Linked DNA regions of Aedes albopictus: region 1 is linked to region 2. Evidence: chromatin contacts called from public Hi-C data. All regions are on one chromosome and are shown on one strand. Each heading gives the region's core, a stretch centred on a gene start, on an enhancer-like site or on the middle of the called end of the contact. The rest is flanking DNA. Distances are from core to core; before and after follow the strand shown. Region 1 holds the start of LOC109423345 (DCN1-like protein 3). Region 2 holds the start of LOC109423344 (syndecan).

Evidence for each region. Hi-C and Micro-C count contacts between places; a contact is called where the count stands out from the background.
Region 1: a Hi-C map of whole body shows a contact between it and region 2, with 6 times the contacts expected there. The contact joins the promoter of LOC109423345 here to the promoter of LOC109423344 in region 2. A contact is called at or near these places in 2 of 3 Hi-C or Micro-C datasets (embryo and whole body).

Annotation. Positions count from the first base shown.
Region 1 is chr2:493,291,541-493,295,907 of AalbF5, reverse strand. LOC109423345 (DCN1-like protein 3) reads right to left here and starts at 1,411. Exons shown (of 4, transcript XM_019698298.3): 1 at 1,242-1,411; 2 at 131-698; 3 at 1-64. The coding sequence starts at 254.
Region 2 is chr2:493,114,862-493,118,652 of AalbF5, reverse strand. LOC109423344 (syndecan) reads right to left here and starts at 2,400. Exons shown (of 5, transcript XM_019698290.3): 1 at 1,193-2,400. The coding sequence starts at 1,285.

The DNA of each region.
Region 1 (4,367 bases), core at 162-2,661, 180 kb before region 2:
CTTTTTCTCTCTGAGCCCAGCGAGGTCACCCTGGTCGGACTGGCCGCCAGCAGGTCGTCCGTTTCTAGCAAGTTAATAAAACACAAAATTATCCAATAGGAACTTATGTACCCAGCAAAACACCCCATACCATGTATAGCCGCTTCCGTATCTGTGATGGCCGTTTCTGGCCCAGTCACCATCCCGTCGATCGCCTCAACGTTATTCACCGTCGCATTCGGTGGCGATTTGAAGCACGTCAGACAACTTCCCATTCTACTGCCTGTTATGTCGTTCTAGTTTCCTCCAACCTCCGTTTCTGCGTCTACCCGGGGCCAGTGGCCCTCCCCCGTCTCCCGTCTTCGCGATTATCTCCTCCAAAACCGAATTGCACAGACTGTCCTCCAATTGGGCCCACCGTCGATAGAGCTCATTCTCTTGAGCCTACTGCGGAAACAACGTTCGGACATTTGACCGATCCGACTGTTTGGCAACCATTAGCAGCCCTCTGAATCGATCTGCACTATCCAGCTGGGATCATTGCAGTTCTTTTTTGGGTGTTTGGCACTGTGACGAACCTTGTACTGCTCAAGCAGTAGCCGCGGTTGATTCGTAATGTATGTGTGTGATTGGCACTTGAACAGTTATGATGGATTTAGGTATCGTTCTTCCTTTTCACTTTTGGTTATTGATGGTGTTGCTTCTCCTCTGTACGGTACCTAAAATGAAGAGAGATTCAGAACGATGTTAACATTGTTATTGTTGTTGTTGGTGCAGTTGTTAATGTGTTCTTCTATGCTCTTGCTCGTCTTTTTTCTAGCTTCTGAGTCATTGACACCTTCCATTGAACACTTTCTAAAATTTATTGAATTATAATTCAATTTCAAGGCAACATGTTACACTTTCGAACAGACTCGATTAGATTAACTTATGAACTGGTAAACATCACAAATATGGGAAATATTTATTTATTTTCACAACCCCCAGGAACAGGATTGTGCTTGCATGCACTAGTTTGACAGATGTTTTCGATCGAGTCGAATACAAAATATTGAAACATTTTCCAAACTTAAAACATCAATTACGCACGTATTACAACTCACGCGAACAATCGCACCCAAACCGATCAATTTATGCCCAAGTCAGGTACATCGTCGCCATAAAACCACACAAAATTTTCACTCTACCTTCCTGGCCAAATGCACCAGCTTCCAAAAAATCACTTCTTCCTATACCTCCTCTATCGAACTGCAGACACCTACTTCTTCTTTCTTCGTCTCTTCTCTCGGCACTCGGCTCGGTTCTCTACTTCGCATATAAATACACGAACAAACTGTTCGGTTGTTGGTTCATGGGTTAAATTGCGATGATTACAACAACTTTTGTTGAAGTTGGGTTCATCTCTTTTGACACAAGCTGAGCTGAGCTGACTGACAGGGTTTTTTGACTGACAGAACCAACCTCTTTCACACAGGCATGAGCTGATGGGTAAATACCTGCACATCGGTAAGCAACGTTTACGATGCATTTTATGAACATGTTGTTGTGTAAAAGCTATGAGCGAGGTATGACTTGCTATAGAAAAGTCTTCCACGATATTGTACGTGTTGGTATAGGTAGCCTAGAGACAGAAAATGCTTAAGGGAAAGGTTTTTTTTTTCATTAAATCTGATCTAATTTGAAGAAAAGTAATTTTATAATCAATCTTTTAATTACTTTTTCCATAATTTCCTTATTTCACGCCCTCGTACTTTCATAATCTGACAAATTTCGCAGATGTTAGCGGCCAAATTCGTTTTCACAGGTTCCAACTATGCAATAACAGTTCTGAGTCATTTTGCCGAAGTTCAGTTTGGCCGAATGTCGTTTGGCCGAAAAAGTTATGATGAACTTAAGTGCAAGGATGGGAACACTCACTTGGGGGCTGTCCATTAATTACGTAAGGGTTTATGGTGGGAGGGGGGCTTTGAAAAATCTTACGCGCCATACAAAAAATGTTGGGTTCTCATACAAAAAATCTTTCAAGGGGGGGGGGGGGAGGTGGTATCGAAAAATCGCTAAAATTCCCTTACGTAATTAATGGACAGCCCCTTGACATTATCACAGCTCAGGAGCATGCTTTCAACAAACAGTGTATGGAGCATTTTTACCTTGTGGTTTTATCTAAAATAATAATAACTTAACTTAAGATTCGTACACGCATACCAAAGTTGTGACGGAGCTAGCAATTCCCATCCCTGCCACAGATTCCTATATCAGTATAACTCGAAAGTACAGCCTATGATTCGAAAAAAATAAAAATCTAACAAAAAACATTCGCAACTTCTACGCCAACTAATCTCTGAATAGTAAAACTAGAAAGAAAAGCCTATGACTAAAAGAAAAAAAGTATTTCTGATGAACACATTGTCAGCTAGAATGTTGTCCAGAGTTTGTCTACGCCTCTACAGTCTACATTCTTTGATCATCTCTCTCTCTCTCTTCTTGGCGTAACGTCCTCACTGGGACAAAGCCTGCTTCTCAGCTTAGTGTTCTATGAGCACTTCCACAGTTTTTAACTGAGAGCTTCCTCTGCCAATGACCATTTTGCATGTGTATATCGTGTGGCAGGCACGAAGATACTCTATCCCCAAGGAAGTCAAGGAAATTTCCTTTACGAAAAGATCCTGGACCGACCGGGAATCGAACCCGTCACCCTCAGCATGGTCATGCTGAATACCCGTGCGTTTACCGCCTCGGCTATATGGGCCCTGATCATAATTGATCATAATTCGGCCTTACAGACAATTGACCAACTTTTCTGGGCATCAATATGCACATCATCTGCTAAGTTTTCCTCATCAACTAGGGTATTGGTTCCCTTTCCTATCATCTCATTCCTTTTTTCAACCTTCTAAAAAGAAAGAACTGAAGCGCTATTTGTTTTGTTTATTATTTTTGTATTTTTTGTTAGAAGTGAGCACCTATGAAAACAAAAAGAACGTAATTAATTGGTGCCGCTATCGCTCGAATAGGACGAATTTGGGAGCGTGAGATTACTGATGACACTCAAGCTCTACTTTGTTGTTTTTGAGCTAGTGTTGACGTTGTGTTTTCCGCCGTCATCTCAGTCATCCGTGCTTAAGTTCTCCGTGTTATTCAAATGTTCATTGAAGTACTGCTTCCACCTTTCAATCAACTGAAATCCATCCGTCAAGAGGCCGGCCGTGCATATTTTGGCTTCCTGTATGAAGTCGTTGCATCACATTGAGGTTCTGGTAGAACTTTTTTAATTCTTGAGACTGTCACAGAAGCTGTATTTACTCGCACTACTGCGTTTTTTCAGGATTTTTTTTTCTGATGAGAGATCCGAGTCTACTGATTCAGATACGTAGAGGGTTTGTCCATAAGCCACGTTGTCATTTTTTGGATATTCTGAACCTCCCCCTCCCCCCCTGCGTGAGCTTTGGTCCACACGAAAAAAAATGTATGGACTATGGTCCTTGGACGGCCCCATAGTTTATATACCTACTGCTGGATTCCATATTGTAGCGATGCACTACTTTCTTCTCCTAAAAAAAAATATGATTTATAACTGAATCCATTTCATTAAAATCTCAGAAGATTATTTTACAAAATTGCCATCAAAACCAATCCTGTGACATATTTTGCTGAATTATGTCGAACTTTTATTTAAAAAAATAGTAACAGTTTCGTTTATGTGGAGTTGATTTTACTGATGAATAAGGTTTGAAAAGTATTATGAAATGCCTGAAAAGGTGCTGTGTTTTTCTAAATAACACTTTAAAACATTCTTACGTAGCTACCAAGGAAATTTCTGACAAACAACCTGGCAGGATTGTAGAATTTGATTTTGATTTCTGAATAAATCCTATATATTTATAATTCCCACGGTCTTGCAGCGGTGGATTTTTAAAAGAAAATTCAGGTGGGAATGGTAAATTAGTTGCAAAGAGAATTTAGACCTTTGCGGTGAAACTTCATCAATACTTTTGAAGCAAGTTTTGTTTCAATTGCTTATCATAAAACTGAACTTCAGAACTTCAGAATATGGGATTTTTTAGAAATAAGCTTATTAGCATTTTAAGAAATTAAAAATTGGTATTCATTAACATTTCAGTCATTTTTGCCTTTCTCGTACACCAAGGTGTACCGAAAGGCTATATGTTCACTCCAAAAATGAAATTTTGATAGAACCCCCAGAGGGCCAAGTCTTATATACCAATCGACTCAGCTCGACGAGTTGAGATGATGTCTGTATGTATGTATGTGTGTGTGTATGTATGTGTGTGCGTGTGTATGTGTGTATGTGTACAAAAAGGTCACCTCACTTTTGGATAGTAAATATCATCCGATTTCAACGCTTTTATGTTCAATCGACGCGGAAT
Region 2 (3,791 bases), core at 1,151-3,650:
AGTGGTACAAATTTGGAAAAGATCGGGCCATTTTCCACGAAGTTATAAAGATTCTAGAAAAAGGTAGAATCATCCGATAGCCAACTTTGAGCTATTATATCTCCGGATTTAATGAACCGATTGCAATGAAATTTTGACCATTTATGACTTATATAAAGAACTCTAAAAAACATTTGACTAAACTTGAATTTTTCAACAAAAGAAAAAGTTATGGCGATTTTATTTGTTTCACGTTTTTTGAGCAAATTGGACTGTTTTAAATATGTATTCCATTACTTTTTCAATTTGTTGGAGGATTTGTTGTTACTTTCCTTCAAAACACATTCGTATATATGTCAATTAGAGGGAAGTTAAATTATCTATAATTTGCATCTTGAATTTTGAAACGATGTTGAAGTTTTGGATAATTTGGTGTTTTATTAGAAAAATAATCTAATCATTGTAATTTTCTTCCGTGTTAAGAATTTTAAGTTAAGTCAACAGTTTTTCATAGCTCATTATATAAGTCATAAATAGTCAAAATTTCATTGCATTCGGTTCATTGACTCCGGAGATATAACAGCCCAAAGTTGGCTATCGGATAATTTCACCTTTTCCAAGAATCTTTATAACTTCGTGGAGAATGGCCCGATTTTTCCCAAATTTGGACCACTGATACACAACTAGTTGGTGAACTTACAGTAAAAATTTGAATAATATTTGATGCACTTTTTTAAAAACTACAGCCAGTTGAACATTTTTCGAAAAGTGAAAATTTTGCCTGCCCCGATCATTTTGTCTATCCCCTGTAGATAGCAGCGGTTAGATTCAGTATACCAAACCACCTTCTTCCTTCAGATGCATCAAGCTGCACTCGAAGCAAAACTAATGCATGTATTTTAAGACAATACCAATCTACTCCAACCCAGCATACCCAAGACTGCTTTAAGTTTTGACGAGCGAATAATTTGCCCAATCCTTCGACTTTCAAGGGTTAAACGTCTTCTTCAAAACGACAAAATATTCAACAGGTTTTCAAAATGTTCAAATGTATCTGCTCCGCTGTACCACAATTTTGAAAACCTCTGCAGCTTACTGCATCTCCACTGTCACTTTGCATGATTTGTGGAGAGAATCTTTTTTTGTATTAATGAAGGAGATAAAACAAAAACTAATTCTAGTGAACGGAGACCAGTGCTTCCATGACACATACCTGTTCATCCTGTGCCAAGGCGCTAGACCACGGCGCTGTCAGCATGAAACATGCCAACACTATCGTCGATATGTGAATTCTTCTGAGATACATCCTGTTTTTTGCTGGCCCCTGCTACCGCCGCAACTCCCTCTCGTGTATCGGTTCCTCGTCTCTCTGCTTCGTTCACCTGTACGTACCAACACTACAGCGCTTCTGCCTTGAGATTTTCTTCCTAGGATTAATTAAATCTATCCTATGCAGTTCACTGTACACTCCAGTAAATGGGCAATTCTTTTCGCGCTATCCACGGCTGCTATTCACTGACACGGTCTACACTTCGGGCGGAATCTTTTCGCTAAAACTATTCCAAATCACGAAGCACTTTTCCTGTGCGTTTCTTTTTTATGGATTCGGAAATCGAATTCCAAAACCTGCGATGTATATTATTTTGCTTGCCTCGTCGTATGTGCCCTGTTCACCAACCAGCACACGCACCACTACACACGCGTGTACGCACTAAACATACATACACACACTATTCTTTGCCCCGTACTGAATGGGAAAAAAGTAAAATAACACACAGCCCACAACCGTACGCGGGGGCGGACGCGCGCGGAGGAACCGACTTATCGAAAGAAAAGATCCCGACCAAGTCCCGTACGCCAGAACGAAACGGCACCACCGCACAAAAACCACAAATACCAACACAGAGGAGATCCAACCAGCACAGCACACAGCACAGAGAGGAACGTAAATCTTTCACACAATTTTCACGCTCGGATTTTCGGCCCTGGACACGGCCTGGACTTTTGGCCACTCGGAACTGCACCAACTAAAGCCTATCCGGCCGCATTCGGACGGTTAACGATTGCAGTGATGCGCAAAATATCCACCCAACTCGCGAATACCGTAATTTTCCTCCGGAATATCGCCCAAATTCACAAATATTCCAACCGAAGATCGAAACGCACAACTCCTCCTTCGCACACGCTCTGTATTCGTCTGCTCACTGTCAGCACGGACTGACTGGACTGGCTCTGGCTGTTTCGTTCACCAACAACGGCAATGATCAATGAAAATCATCGAGCCAGCAAGAAATTCTCGACGGACGGCTCTCGACTTGCGCTTTCAAAATGTCTTCCCCCTATACGAATCGGAAGGGTCTGGTCTACTACAGTCTCTGCTGGCTCGCTCTCACTCGCTTCTCACTTCCCATCAACATATAAACATGTCTAGCAATATTGTAGTAAAGGCCAAGAGGCAAGGCAAGTTTTGTATAAAAATATGCTCTCCGGTCTCGGTCTGTGAATGAATGTGCGGGAAGAGTGTAGGCACCGAATGCGCAGGGTTGTGATTCCAGACTCTGATGCGGCATGACAGACGCTGCAAACGAGGGGCTTGTATGGAAGATTGCGATATGACTGCGCAACGTGGTTGCGTGTCGAAAATATACCAACGATAGGTCCCTCGGCGGTAATAAATGGCTGCGCACCGTCCAATTTATTCTGGATTTCATTATGAACTAATTTAAAATATCTATTCATATGTTGATTGAACATTATTTCTGTTGCGACGGCAATTTGGTGTTTGGTCAAACTGGTATCTTACTTACTTACCGATCAGGCTAAGGCCCGGGGTGGCCTCTACTAGTACATAGTAGCCGTCTCCATTCCACTCGGTCCATGGCTGTTTGTCTCCATTTCCGCACTCTGCGTAGGGTCCGCAGATCGTCCTCCACTTGGTCGACCCACCTAGCTTGCTGCGCTCCACGTCTTCTTGTACCTGTCGGATGACTCACCACGAGAACCATTTTAGTCGGGTTGCTATCTGATATCCTGATGACGTGACCCGCCCACCATAGCTTTCCGATTTTCGCAGTGTGGACGATTGTTGAATCTCTCAGCAGCTGATGCAGCTCGTGGTTCATTCGCCTTCTCCAAGTCCCGTCTTCCATTTGCACTCCGCCGTAGATGGTACGCAACACCTTCCATTCGAAAACTTCTAGGGCGCGTTGGTCCTCTGCACGTAGAATCCATCTTTCGTGCCCATAGAGGACGACCGGTCTAATCAGCGTTTTGTAGATAATTAATTTCGTGTGACGGCGAACTTTGTTCGATCGTATAGTTCTGCGGAGTCCAAAGTTGATCGATTTCCTGCCACAATGCGTCTCTGAATATCTCTGCTGGTGTCGTTGTCAGCGGTCACCAATGAGCCCAAGTACAGGAATTCTTCAACCGCCTCGATTTCATCATCGTCGATAGAAATTCGGGGTGGCGGGCGCGGTGATTCCTCCCTGGAGCCCTTTGCCATCATGTACTTTGTCTTCGACACATTAATGACTAATCCGATTCGCCTAGCTTCACTCTTTAGTCGGATGTACGTTTCCGCCATCGCCTCAAAATTACGAGCTAACGAGCTATAATATCAATATCATCAGCGAAACCAAGCAGCTGAACGGACTTCGTGAAAAACGTTCCACTCGTGTTTATCCCCACTTTCCTTATTACACCCTCTAACGCTATGTTGAACAGCAAGCACGAAATACCATCACCTTGCCGTAACCCTCTGCGAGATTCGAAGGGACTCGAGGGTGTCCCTGATACTCGAACTACGCACA